Regions from separate parts of the Gossypium hirsutum genome. Here region 2 is linked to region 1. A link is a contact called in public Hi-C data. All regions are on one chromosome and are shown on one strand. Each heading gives the region's core, a stretch centred on a gene start, on an enhancer-like site or on the middle of the called end of the contact. The rest is flanking DNA. Distances are from core to core; before and after follow the strand shown.

Evidence for each region. Hi-C and Micro-C count contacts between places; a contact is called where the count stands out from the background.
Region 2: a contact with region 1 is called in a Hi-C map of leaf, with 2.6 times the contacts expected there. The contact joins the enhancer-like site here to the promoter of LOC107945341 in region 1. A contact is called at or near these places in 5 of 34 Hi-C or Micro-C datasets (callus, leaf and seedling).

Annotation. Positions count from the first base shown.
Region 1 is chrD12:26,622,487-26,627,351 of Gossypium_hirsutum_v2.1, reverse strand. LOC107945341 (AP2-like ethylene-responsive transcription factor ANT) reads left to right here and starts at 2,364. Exons shown (of 9, transcript XM_041106613.1): 1 at 2,364-3,574; 2 at 3,676-4,336; 3 at 4,524-4,606; 4 at 4,740-4,748; 5 at 4,849-4,865. The coding sequence starts at 3,259.
Region 2 is chrD12:26,796,328-26,801,192 of Gossypium_hirsutum_v2.1, reverse strand. It overlaps LOC107945343 (a long non-coding RNA gene), which reads right to left. Exons shown (of 5, transcript XR_001696513.2): 3 at 4,592-4,625; 4 at 4,057-4,196; 5 at 3,383-3,945. Among protein-coding and RNA genes, the nearest start is that of LOC107945343, 3.3 kb to the right of the region's middle. Within about 2 kb of position 2,007, at least 3 of the 9 cell types and tissues checked have an H3K27ac peak or open chromatin away from gene starts, as enhancers often do. A contact at or near this core is called in leaf, where this site is marked.

The DNA of each region.
Region 1 (4,865 bases), core at 1,115-3,614:
TTGTATTACCCGTTTTAATTGTTCGTCAGTTTGTGGATGAAATGTTGTACTAAAGTTGAGTTTAGTGCCTAAAGCTTCGTGAAGTTTACCCCAAAACCTAGAGGTGAATCTCAAGTATCGATAAGAGATAATAGATATCGACACCCCATGCAATCTAACGATCTCAGATACATACAACTCGATTAACCTTTCAAGTGAAAAATTAACTTTGACCGGAATAAAATGAGTCGATTTCGTCAATTTGTCAACAATAATCCAGATCGAATATTTCTTTCTCAGTGTCACAGGCAATCCCAAAATAAAGTCCATCTTAACTTGCTCCCATTTCCACTCGAGAATCATAATAGGCTGTAATAACCCAGACAAAACTTGATGCACAACTTTCACCTATTGGAAAATCAAACATTTAGCCACAATTTTGAAATTTCGTGTTTTATACCAGACCATCAATACATTTGTTTTAAATCACCAAACATTTTAGTACTATCCGGATGAATAGAGTACGTACTACTATGAGCCTTGGATAAAATGTCTTGTTTCAACTCTAAATTATTTGGAACACACAATCTGTTACGAAAGTACAACATGCCATCAGTATCAACGTTGAATTTTGTAGATTGATCACTCTAAATTTATTCTCTTTTACCTAACAATTTCGGGTCATAATTTTGCAACTCTTGAATTCGTTGAAGGAACAACGATTTAGCTTTTAATTTTAAAACAGAACCATTAGCATTCAAGTCAAATGAGCATTTAATGCTCCCAAAACAAACAATGATTTTCGACTTAACACGTCTGCAACCACATTAGCTTTTCCCAGATGATAATCAACAACTAGATCATAATCTTTCAACAATTCGAGCCATTGTCGTTGCCTCAAGTTTAATTCTTTTTGAGTCATCAAATATTTCAGGCTTTTATGATCGGTATAAACTTGACATCTCTCACTGTACAAGTAATGTTGCCAAGTCTTCAAAGTGAAGACAATCGTAGCCAATTCTAGACCGTGAGTCAAGTAATTTTACAAGTATCCTTAGAAAGACAAGAAATGATGACCAAAAATAGACTCAATTATCCTTTTAAGTTAAAAAAAAAAAACCCCTTCAACTACTTCAAAACTTACTAAGTTATCACGCACTCACTCACGCAAAAAGTTGCGTGAATCATAACTTTACACGTATACCTAAACAATAATGAGAGTGACAGTTTTATTGAGAACCCAATAAATGTATCGTAATATGCCACACGCTTCAGTAGCCTTATCATTAAACACATAAATATATATACATGAATTTTTTTTAACCCGCCATAAATGAAATAAAATTAAAAAATTCAATGATTCAAAATTCAAAATTTTAAATTTCAAAAAGTAACTAATAAAAATAAAAACAAAAACAAAAACATACATAAAATACATAGTACTTCAACGCGAACTTCAATCACCTATCTAAACCATTGCCATCTACAACTACACTGTGAACTTCCCCAACAAGTTCGCAAAGGTTAGTGTTTGACCTTCTCTCGCCTAGGGGGAATTGTTGTACCTTACATAAATAACCTTATGGACCTTATAGCGTACCCAAACGAGACCTGACACGTGTTTCCCAATCGAATGAACATTCCAGCGAACTATGCATAGTTGACTTATGAACCAGCAAACCTTGAAGTAACTTGCGAACCTTGAGACTAAGTGTCTCCCCTAAGACCATGTGAGGCCCATGTGAAGTTCAAGGTTATTGATTGTCAGTTGTCATAAGACGTCTTATCTTAGGACGTAGCATTGTCGTCATTGCTAGAAGTATCAAATAAAACTTTCGTGTCAATAGCCTTAAGACACGTAACAAGCTTGTCTCCTCCCACCGTAAAAGGACCATGCAAACAACTTATACACTCTCACGTACACACTACTTCTCCTTCAAATTCAAACTTTCTTACCTGAAATTCTCCTTCCTCATCTCTACCCAAGTGCTCCTCCTTACAAACCTCTACCTACTTCCACATGTTAATCTAACGATTAATAGAGTATTATTTTGTACACATGTTTTAATATACAAGTTAAACAATAAAATAATTCAATTAGTAATGTTTAACCACTCTTATGATTTATTTTTAGCAAAGAGAAGAAAAAAATTTTACTTATTGTGAAGAGATCTTATTTTTACAAAATTTTTTTTTATTTTTCTAATTATAAACTTAAATTTGTATTGATTATTTTTTATTTTAAGTCTAACTATAATACATATATATTAAATAAACTTTTCCTCAATGTTATTACACTAATAACAAATGACGCACTAGTGTTGAATTTTGGCACACCAAGAAAGATGTTAGTAGTGTTTATTTCCGTAAGTGGAAAGCTTTGTAAGTTTTGATTTAGTGAGATCTCTTACGGAAAAAGCAAAAATGATTATTACTAAATTATTTTAAGACAAGCATCTGATTAAAAGCGGAAAAAAATACTACAGATATAGAGACGTATTTAGCTAGCTTTTGTTTTGGATACTTGAAAAAGAGCATTACTGTTAAGGGCTTACGTCCCAATCCTGGCAAGTGTTTAAAGAGACAAGAACGAAAAGAGGAGTTTGTTTATAACTGATGGATAATTTGGGAGAGTATCCAACAGGGTCATAAGTAGAACTACAGCCACTAGCATCTTGTCTTTGGGTGGCACCATGTTTCATTCAGGAATATAGTTCTTATTTAATCTTTTTTTATTTTTTTAAGTCTTAATGTGGTTTGGGGTCTTTAAAAGGAAAAGAGAGGAATGAATAAAAAAGGGGGAAATGCAACAAAGAGCGTAGGGTAAAGCAAAAGAAAGGAGAGGTCTTTCTCATATACAGATCCCTATGGAATGCAGGAACGATGCCCAGCATTAGCTTGCTGGAACTCTTTTCTTTCTTTTTTGTTTAGTTTAAAAGAAAGGAACTTGCTTTGTCTCTCTTTAGAAATGTTTACAGTGAGTGAGAGAGAGAGAGAGAGAGAGGGCCTCATGCATATAGAATAGATTCAGTCACAGGAGTTCTGAATTTGTTTTAGATGAGTTCTTAGATTTGGTCAAATTACTTTTGCAGCTACAAAACAAAAATCCTTAGTTTTTTTTTTCATTTCCTTTAAAAAAATTAGAGTGAAGCAAGGAAATGGTCGTTTTTTTTATGATTAAGTTATTTGTTTCCCAATGATTGAGTTGTTCCTGCAGTGAGAGGAAGTTCCCAACTTGCTTAGAATCATTACTGGGTTCCAAAGCAGCCGCATAAGAAAATGAAGTCCATAAGCAATGATGATAACAATAAAAATGCAAACTGGTTAGGTTTTTCTCTCTCTCCAAACATGAAAATGGAGGTTAGCAATCAAGAAGCTCACAACTATACACAGTCTGCTTCAGCTTCAGCTGCCGGTGTTACTACAGCAGTTCCATCAAGCTTTTTCCAATCTCCTTCTCATCTTAATTATGGACTTTATTATGGAGTTGAAGGAGAAAATGGTGGCTTCTATTCTCACTTTCCTGTCATGCCACTTAAGTCAGATGGGTCTCTTTGTCTAATGGAAGCTCTTGGCAGGTCTCAGCAACCACAAGGTATTTGGGTTCAATATTCTTTTTTCTTTTGTGCTTTTGGGGAATATACTAGTATTTTTCTTAAACTTCAGTTTTTTTTTTCTTTGGCTTTTGGTGTGAAGCAATGGTTCCTACTTCAACTCCAAAACTGGAGGATTTCTTTGGGGCTGCAACCATGGGGACCCATCACTATGAAAGCAGTGACAGAGAAACTATGGCTCTAAGTTTAGACAGTATGTATTACAATCAAAATCCAAATCAAGAACACAACAACCAGAATTGCTTAGACCACCTGCAACAGTCCTCAAGGCAGACGCACCACCAACAGCAGCTTCAGGTTCAACAGTATCAATACTACTCTGGATATAGGAACCAAGAAATGTTACTAGGAGAGGAAGCTAAAGAAACCCATGTTACAGATTGCAATCTTCAGGCCCCAACAATGGCAGATGATGGTAAGCAGTGGGTTTCAAGAAACTACTCCACTGAACATGCAATGCATCAGAAGATGATTGGTTGCATGGGTGATAATGGAGCAGAATCCGGCTCTATTGGTGCAATAGCATATGGAGATTTGCAGTCTTTGAGTTTGTCAATGAGCCCTGGTTCACAATCAAGCTGTGTGACTGGTTCACAGCAAATCTCGCCTTCTGGAACTGACTATGCTGCAGTCCTGGAAACCAAGAAAAGAGGGCCTGAGAAGGTAGATCAGAAGCAAATTGTCCATAGGAAATCCATTGATACCTTTGGTCAAAGAACCTCTCAGTATAGAGGTGTCACAAGGTAAGTGTTTTCCTTTTATCTTTTAATTCTGTCTGTCTTATATGATTTCCCCAAAACTAATTTGTTTTTAATCAATCTTTACATTTTAACTAAAAAAGCTTTTCTTTTTTTAGAAATGGAAGTTTTTAACTGAAAAAAAAAAGCTTCATTTTTATCTGTTCTTGGTTTTGTTGTGTTTACCACTCAGACATAGATGGACGGGTAGATATGAAGCCCATCTATGGGACAACAGTTGCAAGAAGGAAGGACAGAGCAGGAAAGGAAGACAAGGTTAGCTTCCTGCAATAAGTATACTCGCTATTTTTAGTTTTTTTCTTTTTTATTTCTTGAGCTGACTTTTTTTTTTAATTATTTTTATGATTGGGGTTTTTGATTCTAATGGAATGATGATGATTCTCCACAGTTTATTTAGGTAAGCTCTTCTGACACTATTAATACTTATCAAAGTATATTATTATGTTTGAAACAGTCATATGTTGAATGGCAAGTCATTCCAAAATCTTAATTTGTAGGGGGTTATGACATGGAG
Region 2 (4,865 bases), core at 758-3,257, 170 kb before region 1:
ATTTACTAATTTTGGTGAGAATAGTTTATAATTATAATTTATTTTTTCTATTTGAGTTACATTTATGGGTGATCAGTTTTATTATTACATTTATGGGTTACATTTATAATTATAATTTCCTAATTCGCATATTATGTATTATTTTGGTAATTTGATGAGAATAGTTTATTAAATAAAAAAATTTACTAAATTTAATAAGAATAGTTTATAATTATAATTTATTTTTTTATTTGGGTTACATTTATGGGTGAGAGGATTCCTCACTTCTTTCTCTCATTCAAAACCGTGCATGAGATGATAAAAGTAAAGAAGAACCAGAAGTAATAATAAAACTGATCACTTATAAATGTAACCCAAATAGAAAAAATAAATTATAATTATAAACTATTCTCATCAAATTTAGTAAAAATTTTTTATTTAATAAACTATTCTCATCAAATTACCAAAATAATACATAAAATGCGAATTAGTTTATACTTTTTTAAATAGCTTTATTTTAGGTAAAATATATTTACTTTAATAATAAAATAAAGGGCTTTTATGAGTAAAAATCATAGATTAAGAGCTTATTTAACTACAAAAATAGGTTGAGGGCTTATTTATTAAATAAAAAAAGTGAGTTGAAGGGGAATAAAAAGAAAATAATAAATAAGGAGGGCTTAGAAGGCAATTAGCCAAGTTTCAGCTTTGGCGCTGACACACCCACAGGCGACATCAATTCACTTTCAAAATTCAAAATGATAAATTTACATGTCAGGTCCTTAAAACTACAGATAGTTACATTTTAGTCCTGTGCCACCAATGGGAATGGCACCACCGGTGCCGCCAATGAGAAAGGCACCACTGGTGCCCCCATTCCATTACCCTCCTTCAGCCGTCTTTTTTTTGTATTATTTTGGTAAATAAATTTTTTTGTATATTATTTTGATATTTTTTTTATATTTTTTTGTATTATTTTAGTAAAAAACCCTATTATAATAAAGGTTAGTACCAGTAAAATCTTCTAAAAGTGGTTTAATTTTTTTTCTTATACGCAATGCTTATAACTACACACTGTCCTTCTCCAATTTATAAATAGAAGAATAATGCGCTTCAGCGTATTCGAACCCTCACATCCTCCTATATTGGTAATAATGCCCATGCCAATCGAGCTAAAACTCAATTGACGAATATTTTTCATTCTTAAAACGTTATTTGTGGAATTAATTTTTTTTACAAGTAATGTATCAAATATTTTTTTGTATAAATACATAAAAAATCATACATCCATATTATCAATTATTTCTCCATATAATAATTAAATATCATAAATTTATATTATACTAATATGGGGGCTAAATTAGCTGAATATGCCGAAAAAAAATTTAATTGGCCAAATAAGCCGTTTTTTTTAATTTAGGGAAATAGATCGTTTTTGAAGAGAGAGTATGAAAGCGCGTCCAATTGAGTACACTTTTCCTGACATGTCAACAGGAAAGCTCGTCTAGCTAAGCATGCTTTCACACACTCTCTCCAAAAACAGCCTATTTCCCTAAATTAAAAAAAACAACCTATTTGATTAATTAACTTTTATTTTCGACATGATTTATTAATTTAGCCCTAATATGTGATCTGAAATAATGTGTTTAGACATGGTACTTTCAACCCAAAAAGTAAGCTTAATTCAATCTCCCCAAAAATAGGGACCGTTTAATTCAATTTTAGGGGCTTCCAAGACCTATGATATTAATTGATGGATTGAATGGAATTGTAAGACAGAGTGTGATTTGAGCCTATTTTATGAAATAACACTATAATGTTTCCTTTCGTTTTAAGTTGTTTATTAAACCCATTTCTTTTATTTAAAAATATTAATTTGGGGTCCTTTATTATTTTAATGTGTTGGTAAGCCCACTTCATTGATTTAAATCACTAGGCACTTTTTATTTCAATACTTTGCTCCGCCCATTTAAAGCATTTTGTGCTTTCTATTTTTGGTTTCAACATTTGGGCTTACTATATGAGAATTAGTTTTTGGCAGCGGGGTTTACGCTGCTTAGCCCCATCATCCATAAGAGAGATAGGGCTAGTTCTTTATTGCTTTTGAGAAGTGCTTTTGAAAAAATTTGAGTGTTTGGTATTACTGTCAAAAGTCCTCTTGAAGAACAAAATGTCCATTGTAGATATGATATTATAAAGTAACAAATATGTATTTAAATAATGTTCAAATTAGTTAATATTATGATATTTTAGCAAAAATATAAAAAATAATTTATTATAACTTATTGTTAATAATTTAATATATAATATTAATTTTAAATATTTCTAAGTAATTAATATTAATTATTTATAAAATTTAATTAGAATATATAAACTATATTTAAATATTTAAATATAAAAATTAAATATTTTTAATTAGATATTGACACAATTGTATTATTATAAAAATTATTTTTTATTTTTAATTAATACTTTTAACACATTTGTATTATTTTGTTTTAAAATGTATTTGAATATATAACTCATATTATATATAAACATAACATAGAAAACATAAACCTAACAAATTAAAATATTACATATATTTGGATTAAAGTTTTAAAAAGGGATAATATTTATATACCAAATATAAATACTAAAACTTTTACAATAGCATTTACAATTTAAAGTGAATTCATTAAACTAGAAGCTATAACATCTCTTGTTAATTCCATTTCAAAACCACTTGAATTGTTTGATTCACCGTCATCATCACCATCACCATCGTCGTCGTCATCATCATCACTTTCTCGACCATGCACATTTTCTGAATCAATAATATAGGTTACCGCATGTGCTAGGATTGATCCAATCAATGAGCAAAGAAAAAAAAACCAGGTTTTGAATATTTGATGTAACACTAAAATTAAACAAACATAATACTATCTAACTAAAATCTAAAATCTAATTACTAAAACCCAATATTAAACTTAGTAATTCACTTAAAAAGAGCCTAAAACTAAGTGTGAATTTAACTCTAAAACATATATTAATTAAACACCTATCAATTTCGTTCCATTCCAACTGTCATTGTAATGTAATGTTATAATGTTTTTGTTCTAATATATGACAATGCACATTGTTTGTCATATTTTTGTTCCGATTTAATGCACACTACCATTTTAGTGTAATGTTTGCCAATAATTGTTTCAAAATGATATGAACTTTGGACCAAAAGAAAAAAAAATTATATAAACAACAATTAAATAGAAAGCCGAAAAAATTAATTGAATTTGGTTCGTTTCGGTTAATTATTTTAACAGAAAAAAGCTCAATTCAACTAACAGTTTAGTTAATTATAGTTCAATTAGCAATGGATCGAACTAACTATTTCATCACCCCTTAGATTAAATGTTTGAGAATATAAAACAAAATACTTAGAATTATTAAATATTATATCCAGAAATCATATATACAGGGAGACTACTATGCCATTCATCTTGTAATTGCTTCAAACGCAAGGAAGACCTAATTCTTTCACCTTTCTCCTATTCTAAAAGAAAACATAGTTTCAATTGAACAGTTTAGCGTGCAATGGATACTAAGATGCTAATTTGAGGGTAAAATATGGAATGCCCATATTGTAATCTGTGGTGTTTTATTAACTACTGATATCTTTAATAGCATAAAGCTAACAATCCAAGGTCAAGGCGAGGCTTTCAAGGCAGCTTTTCCTAGTTTACCTCTGAGCAAGTGACGGATCGTAGGGTGCTCCCCAAACTGAGCTAGGGACAGTTTGACTATCGGTTGCAGCAATAACAGCTGGAACATTAGTACTATTACCAAAAGGGATTAGGCCCTCTATTGGCCCAAGACCCGTCTGCATTACAGGCCGACTGTAGCCATTAAAAAAGGTGGTGCCACCTTGAAAAGGTGGTGCTTATGAAGGATCAGGATTCATGTAGCCACCGACATATGGTACCGTTCCTATTTTTGTTAAAGAACACAACATCAGTGTAAGTGTTAACAGAGGGAAAATGTAGGAGAAAAAGAAAAGAAGCAACCAGATTGTGTCCCAATATAGGAAAATAAAGTTACCATGCATTTTCTTCTCAGCACTCAAGACTTCAGCGCGTAGCTTTTCAACTTCTTATCCCATCCGGATTAGATTCTTCTCCATAGCTTGCATTTGCTCCACCTGCTCTATGTTTGATTCTTTTTCATGCTGAAATGTAACACTACATTTAAACAAATTCAAAAAATAATCAGAGCCTACTTCTTAGCAACTATATGGTGGTGGAAAGCACCACAAATGAAATATGAAACAAAGAGATCTTGAAGTAAGCAACATGATTATTTTGCTTGCTTGAACATTTGCATAACTTATGACTCTAGGCTCATAGAATAATTTTTTGATAATCAATATATAAATCTGGTGCTATCCAGGCTTATGACAACCATTTCCATCTATTGATTACTTAAAACAGCATGCCACATTAAAGCTGGAGCATGGGGAAATAATAACAAACGACATATTCAACATGGCAATTTTATTAACAGTTACCAAGCAGTTTTATAATTCAGATGAACAATAGAGCAAATAAATCATATTTAAAAGTTATGGAGCTCTTACAAGAATTTGAATGACCAAATGCAGTTTCCAAGTCCTGTGGTATTATTTCAGGACAAACACCATCATATTAATAACAAAACATTTTACCACAATAATAGTGAATATTGCAGCAAAATATTTTCAATATGATAACTTACTGAAGGGTTCCAGACACCAAGTAACAAAATGAAACAACAAGATAACAGAAGGAAGCACATGAAAGTTTTTAACAAAGGAAACATTCCTATTGCACAAGATTTATTTCTTCAGCAAGTCATTAAAATTCAAGGGTAAC